Linked DNA regions of Danio rerio: all the other regions are linked to region 2. The links are chromatin contacts, called in public HiChIP or PLAC-seq maps. All regions are on one chromosome and are shown on one strand. The core of a region is the stretch at or near the end of the contact, and the rest is flanking DNA. Distances in the headings are between cores, read along the strand shown.

Region 1 (3,383 bases), core at 293-2,792, 290 kb before region 2:
TAGCCTGCTCTACTGGTAAACTGGTCAGAGAATATGACACGGCTGCCCAAAGACTGAGAAATAAGCGTGCAGTGGGTAGGCTTCCCCGTTTGCAGCCCGTTATTCCCAACATTACGTGTGAGTAGTAATGCTCTTTTACAATACATCTTTGCGAAAGTTCCTGGGGAAGAGGAGAAAGAGAAAAGAAACAATCCACGAGCGAAACATTCAGAGACTTCCCATGTTTGTGGCCATATAGCTAGCAGTCTGCGTTGGGTTTAAGGCAACGAAATTCAACTTCGTTTGTTTGTAATATCGACATTTGTTTTAAAGGATACATCACAAGTGGTAGGCTACAACCACTGTCCGCCTCCCCCACTGAAACGAAACCAAAAACAAACCAAAAATAAAAACAGAAAGGCTTAAATAACTTTGCTGCAAAAATAAAAGTCAATTTGTCTTAGACTTTGTACAATTTCATAAAGTATCTGAATTCGCATTAACCACAGAGTCAAAAGGCTACAATAGCTCGCGTCCAAGCCCCTAAACTCGCCAGGGCTTGTTTGCTACAGAACTGTCCGTTTAAGGCTTGCTCCAAGTCCGCTTGTCTGCTCACCAGTCCCGAAAACCCCGAGCCGAAGATCGAGATGAGGTTGGAAATGTTCGACGTGTCTAAGGGCTCCGTGATCGCGTATGAGGAGTCCTCGAATTTCGCTCTTTTGCACGGCGTAAAATCCGGTGCCTCCTCGATCTCGGACACGTAGTAACCAAAGTCAAGCTTGCGTTTCTTGGCCGGGCTCTGTGCGCCCTGGCAGCACTGTTGGAGCGAAGCGCAGCAGTCCTGGTGCAAATACCCGTTCTCTACTGTGGTAACGACATGCGTGTCCAAGTCGAGCACTGTAGTTTTGTTGCAGTGCATGTTGTTTACCGGCGAAAAGTCACAGTTGGACACGGGGTAGGCTTCCGCGCAGCAGCTGCGGTAGAACGAGGGCTCCGGCGCCGCTTTGCACACCTCCTCGCTTTGGAGAGCCAGGGGCACCGAGCAGGCGCTGGCCGGCTGTATGTGCTGCGCCGCCGGTGAAGTCTGGTGACCGACGGCGGGCAGGAGCGCGCCGCAGAGGCTCGCTGACTCGCTCGCGCTGCCGCAGCAGTCCGCCGTCTGATCCTCACAGTCCTCCGCCAGATCCAGCGGGTTCAGCTCCTGGATCTCGTTGCAGACCGTCATCACCTCCTCGTACTGCTGCATCCTGTAGATCTCCGCGTACTTCTCGTTCATGTAGACCTGCCTGGCGTTCCTCAGCACATAGGAGACCAGCAGGTTTTTGTGCAGCTTGATTCCTCCTCTCTGCGTACGGGAGTTGTGGATTTTCCGTAAAGATATCGAAATCAGACTTTGTGCATCCACTGCACACTCCATGGTGTTGATCATGGTCGGGCTGCTGATGCTTTCCCACCTCTCCGACGAAGGAAACTAACTTTCTTTTAGTCAGAATCACGATATTTCGTTCGGGGACGAAGGCTTAAGTCAGCTCTGTGGAGAAACATTGAACGCGGTCGTTTCTGCCTCAACGTGTGAGCGTAGGCAATCATTAGCCTGCGCTTGCTGCCATAGTATATATATGGCGGAGAACTTTACGCCCACTTCGCCAGCGGCCAATCAGAGGCCCAGAATGCCGTTGAGTGACAAGCGGATTCCTCTCAGAGGTTTTGATCTTGTCCAATCACAGAGAGGCGGTTCTTCTGTGCTATTCAAATTCCAAACTGACTTTACCAAACTGGAATGTTCTCATGAGGCGCATTGTACATCGGAGTGCGCGCTCTTGTCATGTGTGCCGGAGAGACAACTTGAAGGATGTCACACAAGTTTACAAACTTACTGAAAACTACATTTAAAAACAACAAAGCACTGCATGTTTCACATGCACGGGCTGAAATAATAATAAAAAAACTTGATTAAATTATTAAAAATAATAAATTATTAGATGAGAAAAAATAACTTTTCAAGATTATACTCTAAATTATACGCGCGCATACTTGAATGCAAACCATGTAAACGAATTAGTATGTAACTTTAATTACAGGTCAGTGAAAAAAAGGAGAAAAAAACATTAAAGTGTTGAATTATTCAATCTTCGTGATAAATAATAACTATTAACGTTATTATGCGTGCATTACATATACTTTTGTCTTATTTTAAGTTTCAGTTCTATGCATTCGTATATTTCAAGCTAAAGCAATGATAAAAAGTGTTAATTATGTGAAAAATAATTTAATATAATGTAACGTAAAATAATATAATGTAAAATGATATATTATAATATATAAAAATTATAATATAATATACTGTATAATACTATAATGAAAAATAAAATATTATAATATAATTTATAATAATATAATATAATGTAAAATAATATAATGTAAAATAATATAACATAATATAATATAAAATATTATAATATAATATAATGTAAAATAATATGATATAAAATAAAATATTATAATATAATACGATGTAAAAATATATAATATATTGTAATATAATATAATATAATGTAAAATAACATAACATAACATAAAATATTATAATATAATATAGAGTAACGCAGTGCCACAGTAGGTAGTGCTGTCGCCTCACAGCAAGAAGGTCGCTGGTTCGAGCCTCGGCTATTTGAGTTGGCGTTTCTATGTGGAGTTTGCATGTTCTCCCTTCATTCGCGTGGGTTTCCTCTGGGTGCTCCGGTTTCCCCCACAGTCCAAAGACATGCGATACAGGTGAGTTGGGTAGGCTAAATTGTCCATAGTGAATAAGTGTGTGTGGATGTTTCCCAGAAATGGGTTGCGGCTGGAAGGGCATCCGCTGCGTAAAAACGTGCTGGATAAGTTAGTGGTTCATTCCACTGTGGCGACCCTGGATTATTAAAAGGACTAAGCCGAAATGAAAATGAATTAATATAATAAATATAATATAATATAATATAATATAATATAATATAATATAATATAATATAATATAATATAATATAATATAATATAATATAATAATTTTTTACAAATCAGTTATGCCATACTAGTCAGTACCATAACTTTAGATATATAAGACTTTAAGATACTAAGCACAAAATTAACACAACACCTTCAGCATTGTTTTATTGTTCAGATATTATTTAGTATCCCCGAAGTATTCATTGAGAAACACAAATAATTAAAAACAACATTAATTAATGCATTAGAAAATTCATGTAGTTCATACTTTGTACAGGAATGGCAATGTGAAGTCTTGCATGGTTAACAATTTCCTGTAGAATCTACTGTAACTTATTGGCAGCAGTTTACCACTACTCAGTTACAGCAAAAATACTGTTTACATTTACAGCACCATTTATCTAGATGCACAGGTATTT
Region 2 (3,652 bases), core at 399-2,898:
GGTAAATATTATACAAAGGGATAGTCCACTTTGATTTTTAGGGTTAACTGTCCCTTTAAATTTAAAGTGCACCTATTTTACCCCTTTTCAAGATTTAAGATAAGTATTTTGTGTCTCCAGAATGTGTGTGTAAAGTTTCAGCTCAAAACACTAATCAGATTATTTATTATACCTTTCAGAATAATGTGATTTTCTGCTCTGAACACAATGTAGCTGTTTTTGTGGCCTGTGCCTTTAATGCTAGTTCTCCCCGCCCACCGTTCCCACGTGCCTGTCAGAGTGTGCCTCAGCCTCCGTCTCGGCTGCGTAAGATAAACAGCACAGTGACAGACATGAAGAAAGCAGATGTCACGTAACGTTTGTGAGAAATACTATAGTCGGAACTTTCCCAATGATTATTTGATGTATTTGTTGTGGAGTTAATTCAAGCCTTTCTGCAGCGATGAGTCACACAAAATGTTGTTACAAAGTTGACACACGCACACACAGACACACACAGGGCGCATGTTTAGCTTTGCACTGTTTTTGCATGGTAAATGTGACAGGATTCACGTTAGTAAACACTTCTGTATAGATATCCGTTATGTTAATGCACAAAACAAACCTGATTTAACAGCCTCAAAATGGGATTAAAGCGTCTTCTTTTATAATTGTGTTGACATGCGACTGTGGTGATAAAGTAAAGACAGTAAAATCGCTGTAATTTATTACAAACATGCACTGTTTTAAAAATGTTTTAAACTTGTAAAACTCATTTTTGATCACATTTGATGATGATTGATGATCACAGAGAGCTGAACAGATCTTTTAATCCCAGGTGCTTTGTGCACCTCCTGTCTTGTTGATACTGTTTGATGATACACGTTACTACGGAGACATGTAAATATGCAGCTGTCAATCAATCCGTTGTGAGGGGAAACCGCACTCTTACATTACGGTGGACCTCAAAATGGGAAGGATTTAGATCCTATTTTAGTGTCAGGAAATAAAAAAGAGACTTATTTGTTTCTATCACTCCAATATGACCGTGAACACAATATACCTACACACAGTCCTGTCCAAACAGCTTACAAATGATGATTTTCCTCATAGGTGCCCTTTAAATGAATACTTTACAATTACCACAATTAAAATCAGTAATACAATTAATACAATTAAGAGTCAGAAAATAATATTCATTCTTTTTTTTTTTCGTCTTAGTCCCTTTTTTAATCTGGGGTTGCCACAGCAGAATGAACCGCCAACTTATCCAGCATATGTTTTAGGCAGCGGATGCCCTTCCAGCTGCAACCCATCTCTGGGAAACACCAACTAGCTCTTTAAATATGGGTATAATCTTTGAATATTTAAGAAAGGGCTTTAAATCACTAATAGTGAAATTAACTCCTTTATGCAGCCATACCATTGCTTAAAACACCGCATTTAATACAATTCAAGAACACTATGCAAATACAATTGATTGAGCTACACACCCAACTTGAAATGCGGCCACAAGATGGAGACAAAATAAAAACAACTCACTGAGGGGAAACACGGCGGTCAAATAAGGAAATGACGTGGGATGTGGGGCTTCTGCTACTTTTGGGAAGTAGGGGAGCTGGAGTATTGTTCATGGGGCAGTTCTTCGACAGTTTAGTCGTGACATGAGCGATTGCAAGAAGCGGCAGTCAGCGAGAGCACGAAAGCAAAGGTAGGTCAGTGTTCATAGTCTGAATGACTGAAGACATAAAGAGCGCAGAGAGTCTCAGTGGACGCGTGTGATTTAGAGCTGGCCGTGTGTCAACACGTGTAACTTTTGTCAACACCAAATATAGAAACAGGACAAGACACCTTCAAAGACAGGAGGACCACGTGTAGGAGCGTGTTTGACCGAGTAAATCTAGTAAGTACGTTAACGGAACTGAAGGCTAAGATAGATACAAATGTAACTCTGCTCTTTCATCTTTGTTTAACCGCTTAATGCTCTACTCACTATAAATCTGCTTTTTAGTCTGACTGTGATCTCTTTAGCGCTGCGGATATCGATATATTCTACATTAACTCAATCTTCTATTTTTGTAAGGCCATTATACATTGTACTGGCTTATTTTAGCAGTCATCTGTCTGTCAGTCCACTGTCAAGTGATGCATCCTGACAGCTGAACTCAGGTGTGAAACTGACAACGTGTGAAAGCTGCCTTTTGGTCTCATAAAAGGGGAAAAGTTTAGCTGTAATACTGAAGTATAGCAGTTTCATGATTTTATTGAGTTTTCAGTCAATTTATTTATGCATTTAGCATTAATGTAGGCTGCCTTGATTTTTTGCTCTTAATCTATATACAAATTTTCTCAGTATTTAAAGTCTTTACTGCGAAAAAAAGAGTTTTTCTTAAATTTTTTGGCTTGTTTTTAGTTAAAAAAATCCTAAATCAATAAGCATCTTCTAAACAAGCAAAACATAATGTCTTGTTTTAAGAATTAATATTTCAAAATTAAGTGAGTTTTTCTTTATAACAAGCAAAATAATCTGCCAATGGAATAAGCACAATAACCTAATGTCAAAAAGAACAACAATATTACTTTGCTTACACCTTGCAGATAATTCAGCTTGTTTTAAGGTAAAACTCACTTATTTTGACATTTTGTTTGTCTAGAAAATGCTTCTTGATTTAAGAATTTTTATATATTAAGATTTGATTCTGTGTATATATATATATATATATATATATATATATATATATATATATATATATATATATATATATATATATATTTAGGCTTGGGCGGTATCCAAATTTTGATACCGTCAAACCTCCTCTCTATTTTACCCCGATATCCAGTATTACCGTACATAATAATAAAAAATATGACGTAAGGCGACCTGAGGTTCACTGTCACCTGTTTGTCTTGTTCGTATTAGAGATCTGCGTGGTACACACACAGAGCGCGAGAGAGATGCACAGCACCAAACTCTCTCACTCACACACACTGCAGGTGACTTGGTGCGTGACTCGAAATCTTACCTCACCTCTCTCTCCTCCACACTGTCCCGTCATGACAATCACACATACTCATTTGTTGGCATTAAATAAATAATACTTATTATTTAATACTTGTCTCCTACTTAATTAAATTGTTTTTATGACGGTATAACGGTATTAGAACTGACACCGTTGCTATTTTTAGATCCCGCGGTATACCATATTACCGTATTACCATATATGTATATTAAGAGAGAACTTATAACTTAGTGTACATTAATGCTAAATGCATAAGTAACTTGACTGAAAGACAAGACAAAATAAGAAAAGCATTATTGCAGTGTGGCAACATTAAATATTTTATATTGACCCCTCACCTACTGTAACGTCTGTAAAAACACCTTATCTGTAATTTAGCAAATAAACTACAAATAATTTTACTCAAAACTCCAATTAATATGATATCCAGAGAATTAGTAGTAAATGGTTTCCTAAATTTGTCTATAGAGAATTTGTTTTAATAGTGGTGGTTGTCGTTTTATTAATCTTTTTCAAATATGAAATGAACATTTTTTAAAAGCACAGTTGCTAAGCTACATTTAATATGTCATTGAATCAACATGTAAAAAACTTTTTTAGATTTGTGGTGGTAAATGTACTTATTTTGGATCCCTTTGGCCAGGAGTTGCACA
Region 3 (3,551 bases), core at 632-3,131, 380 kb before region 2:
GCATTTTGTGGCTCAAAAGACTTGGATTAAAGCCCGTCATATTAATTACAATATCACATCAGATAAATCACACAGCTCTCTGAATATCTTAAAGCAAATCTATATCAGATTGGACTATTATGGCAATACTTACAAGACCCAAAGGTCCAATTTTGGGGGCCAGCGAGGAAGTGGCACCGACCTCTCCACCAGTGCATCTCATGAACACTAAAAAGAAAAAAACTAAATTAAGAAATGTAGAGAGACAACTAGCCTCATTAACAACTAAACTCACAATGTTCTTAAGATTGTGTTGACTGCTGTGTGACATTAGCGAAGAGAGAACTTAAACTATTTAGCATCGTGTATCATTTACAGCAACTGAAAACAGCACAGCATCTTACAAAGGTCAGTTAAAAAAATGCAAGCCATAATAATTATGCTACAACCGAAAAGAAAATGGGCAAACTGGCCTATAGAGAGACAAAGTATGGCATTATAAATATACCATTGTTTGCAGAAATTCCCCCCCCCCCCCCAAAGTTGTTAAAAGAACACTAGCTGGAGTTCTACATTGTACTTAGTCACCAAAGCTATAATTTAAGTAACGGGCAACTTCGATTGTCCATTTGATCAAGACAAGTCAATAAAATTCACCTGGTTACTTTCAGCTTAAAGGCGAATAATGTACATTAAATAATAGCGCTAACTTTTTAATGGTATATTTTATATGCATTTTTGAATAAACGCTAATGTTGATCTTTATAAAATGATAAACTTTATATGCAGCAGTTGTACTGCAATTTCTATTATTTGTAACTTACTATTGCACGTTTAAAATAAAAGGCACGTTAAAACTACATAACGTATTTGACAATTCTACAGACTATTCTGCACTATTAAGCTAAAGACACGAGTTCCATGATGATCACGTGTGCAGCAAACTGCTGAACTAGAGCACATTAATCACGTTTCAAAGCTTACGATGAATCGTTAAAATAAGCCGCAGCTGGCACTTCTAAAGACACATAACATTCAATCCGATTAGACATTAAGTTTAAAATTGTTCGGTTAGATAAAGCTCAGTAGTTTTACCCATTCATCGTTTATTATAGTCCCGGCGCTCTGGAGCCCAGAGCACAAACATGGCCGCTTGGTCACGCTCAAAAACCCGTCGAAACGTTACAGTATTCCTCACACATACCAACTTTAATCTCGTTGGGGTCGAATTTAGGAGGCATGGTGTATCAGATGAAGTTGAGTTCACTTCAATTGGAATTGGTGAGGGTGTCGGATGAACCCGGATTCGGGACGACCGAAAACTGTTGCACCTTCACCACAAAAGTGAAAAAGGAAAAGGCCGAAGAGAGCGCAAGCTGAGAATATAAAGGCGACGAAGTATCGCGAGAACTTGGCAACCTTTCACACTGCGGCGACGCATTACGTCATTCACAACATCCGAGAAGTTGTTCCTGGTGTTTGTGGTGTACTGTCCGAGAGGGAGTATGCTAGGTATCACAGGACAGTAAATTGATTAAGAAACATCTCAGAGAACCTATGTTTTCATAACATATATCAGCTATAGGACTAACGGTTATTTGCGAATATCCATCGTTCAGCAGGTAACGTTACGTCCACTTGTTTATAAAGGTAATGTTGCGCAATTGTCGTAGCCAGTCTTTAGACTGATGAAAGCGGGACATTTGTGAAGGGTTATGGATATTGAATAATTATTATTTGTCAGTTTACGCGTTTGTTTTTGTGTTTTTTTGTCCTACTTCTATTAGTTCAGGGCGTTCTTGGAGATTGTCAACATCACATTCAGTCAGGTTTCACACTGAACCGTCCAGTGGATGTTGTGGGGTTTTAACTAGACAAATAAAATCTCGCTAAGCCTCACGATGTTTTTGTTCAAAAAGAAAAAACCCAGTGGCGATTCCAGGAAACGTCTCGAGTACCAGCTGTGTTTGGTGAGTGTCTGTTGCTTTGCAACGCACCCACATTTGTTACTGATAGAGATTATAAGTGTGAGCAGAGCCTCTTTTTAAAGCAACGTCCACAGTGCAGATCCTAAAACACATGCCTATGTTTTGTGCAGGCCAAAGAAGCAGGTGCTGATGACATTCTGGACATTTCTGCCTGTGAGCTTTCAGAGGTACACTTCAGACACCTTAGTGACAATCCCTATTTTCATTGTGGACAAATGATGAAATGATGAAATATCTGCTTCTTCAGGTTCCCTCCTGTGCCTTCTCTATGTGTAAAGTGCTTCAGAAGAAAGTGAGTCTGTATATTTCTTTCTCTGAACTGTTGGTGGTCGGAGCGAATACAATTTTGAAAGCAGTTTTTTCTTTAACTGTAGGTGTTAATTCTTCATACAAATGACCTGAGGTCACTCGTACCTAAAGGCTGCTGTCTTGGTGCCTTAGCAACATTAAAGGTGAGAGAAACTGACTGATGTCACCAATGAAAAATAAATAACTGTCTCGCTATATTGTCTAGTTATAACATCTCTTTGTTCATTCTAAAGGTCTTGGATCTACATGAAAATAAGCTCACATCACTTCCAGATGAGATCGGACAGCTTTCGTCCTTGCAGGTATATCTATTTTATAAGATCAAAGTTCTGAATTGTACAATCTAAAAACAGAATAATATGCTAATAGAATAATATATATATATATATATATATATATATATATATATATATATATATATATATATATATATATATATATATATATATATATATATATATATTTATAGATAAGTTAACAGCAGTTTTTTACTGTGCACCAACTCACCATATCTGGATGATTTCTGAAAAATTGGGATACAACATAATTTTTTTAAATTATCAAAAGAAAATTAAAAAAATACATATTTTATTAATACTTTTATTGCATTAATTGAATGCAGCCTTGGTAAGCAGAAGATTTATTTGTTCATAAATATTACAATGTTATCAACCTCATTGTTAATAATCCAACAATATCAACTGAATTGCTGTGTATGTTTTGTAATAACTAGAGTACTTTATATTTGTTGCTTTCATAAAACATGTTTTTTTCTCTAAGGTGCTAAATGCAGAGAAAAACCAGATCAAACAGCTGCCAGACACTATAGGAGGTCTTCTGCATCTACAGACACTTAATGTAAAAGGTTTGTTTTTAAAAATATCTATTTTTGTTCATATAATATTCATTTTTTAATTGTTTTCATCACTTTGTCTTCCTGGAATATATTCCATTTAGTTGTTAAACATTTTTCATGTTAACTTAATTTCTGTGTGCTTAACCCTGGATTATTCTTGTTCAAAACATTGTTATCAGTGGGTTAATAAATGTTGCCTACAGGAAACTGAGAAGAGGGGTTAGTACTGCTTTTTACCCTGAACTATAAACCCTGCATTGTGATACTAAACATTAAAACCATGCAAGTAGTGATACATTGTTATTGTTAGTTGCTTAAAAAACTAGCATTTGGGGAAAAAACTAAAATACTAAGAGAAAATGCAACATTTAGAGTTTAGTTTTTACCTTTTATAAACTGTATGCCATCAAATGTGCTAA

The links. HiChIP or PLAC-seq counts read pairs in DNA pulled down with a chosen protein or histone mark.
Region 1: an H3K4me3 HiChIP or PLAC-seq map of gastrula embryo shows a contact between it and region 2, with 6 times the contacts expected there. The contact joins the promoter of ier5l here to the promoter of ntmt1 in region 2. A contact is called at or near these places in 1 of 18 Hi-C or Micro-C datasets (caudal fin) and 4 of 4 datasets of contacts at active chromatin or transcription factors (caudal fin, embryo, gastrula embryo and 1 more).
Region 3: a contact with region 2 is called in an H3K4me3 HiChIP or PLAC-seq map of embryo, with 6 times the contacts expected there. The contact joins the promoter of lrsam1 here to the promoter of ntmt1 in region 2. A contact is called at or near these places in 1 of 18 Hi-C or Micro-C datasets (hematopoietic stem cells) and 1 of 4 datasets of contacts at active chromatin or transcription factors (embryo).

The regions. Positions count from the first base shown.
Region 1 is chr5:33,409,770-33,413,152 of GRCz12tu, reverse strand. It overlaps ier5l (immediate early response 5-like), which reads right to left and starts at 1,542. Exons shown (of 1, transcript NM_199754.1): 1 at 1-1,542. The coding sequence starts at 1,408. The coding sequence ends at 491.
Region 2 is chr5:33,123,183-33,126,834 of GRCz12tu, reverse strand. ntmt1 (N-terminal Xaa-Pro-Lys N-methyltransferase 1) reads left to right here and starts at 1,648. Exons shown (of 4, transcript NM_212898.1): 1 at 1,648-1,690; 2 at 3,643-3,652.
Region 3 is chr5:33,500,989-33,504,539 of GRCz12tu, reverse strand. It overlaps lrsam1 (leucine rich repeat and sterile alpha motif containing 1), which reads left to right and starts at 1,881. Exons shown (of 24, transcript NM_001100004.1): 1 at 1,881-1,949; 2 at 2,078-2,134; 3 at 2,215-2,259; 4 at 2,342-2,419; 5 at 2,510-2,578; 6 at 3,057-3,141. The coding sequence starts at 1,881. It overlaps rpl12 (ribosomal protein L12), which reads right to left and starts at 1,338. Exons shown (of 7, transcript NM_201584.4): 1 at 1,184-1,338; 2 at 134-207. The coding sequence starts at 1,220.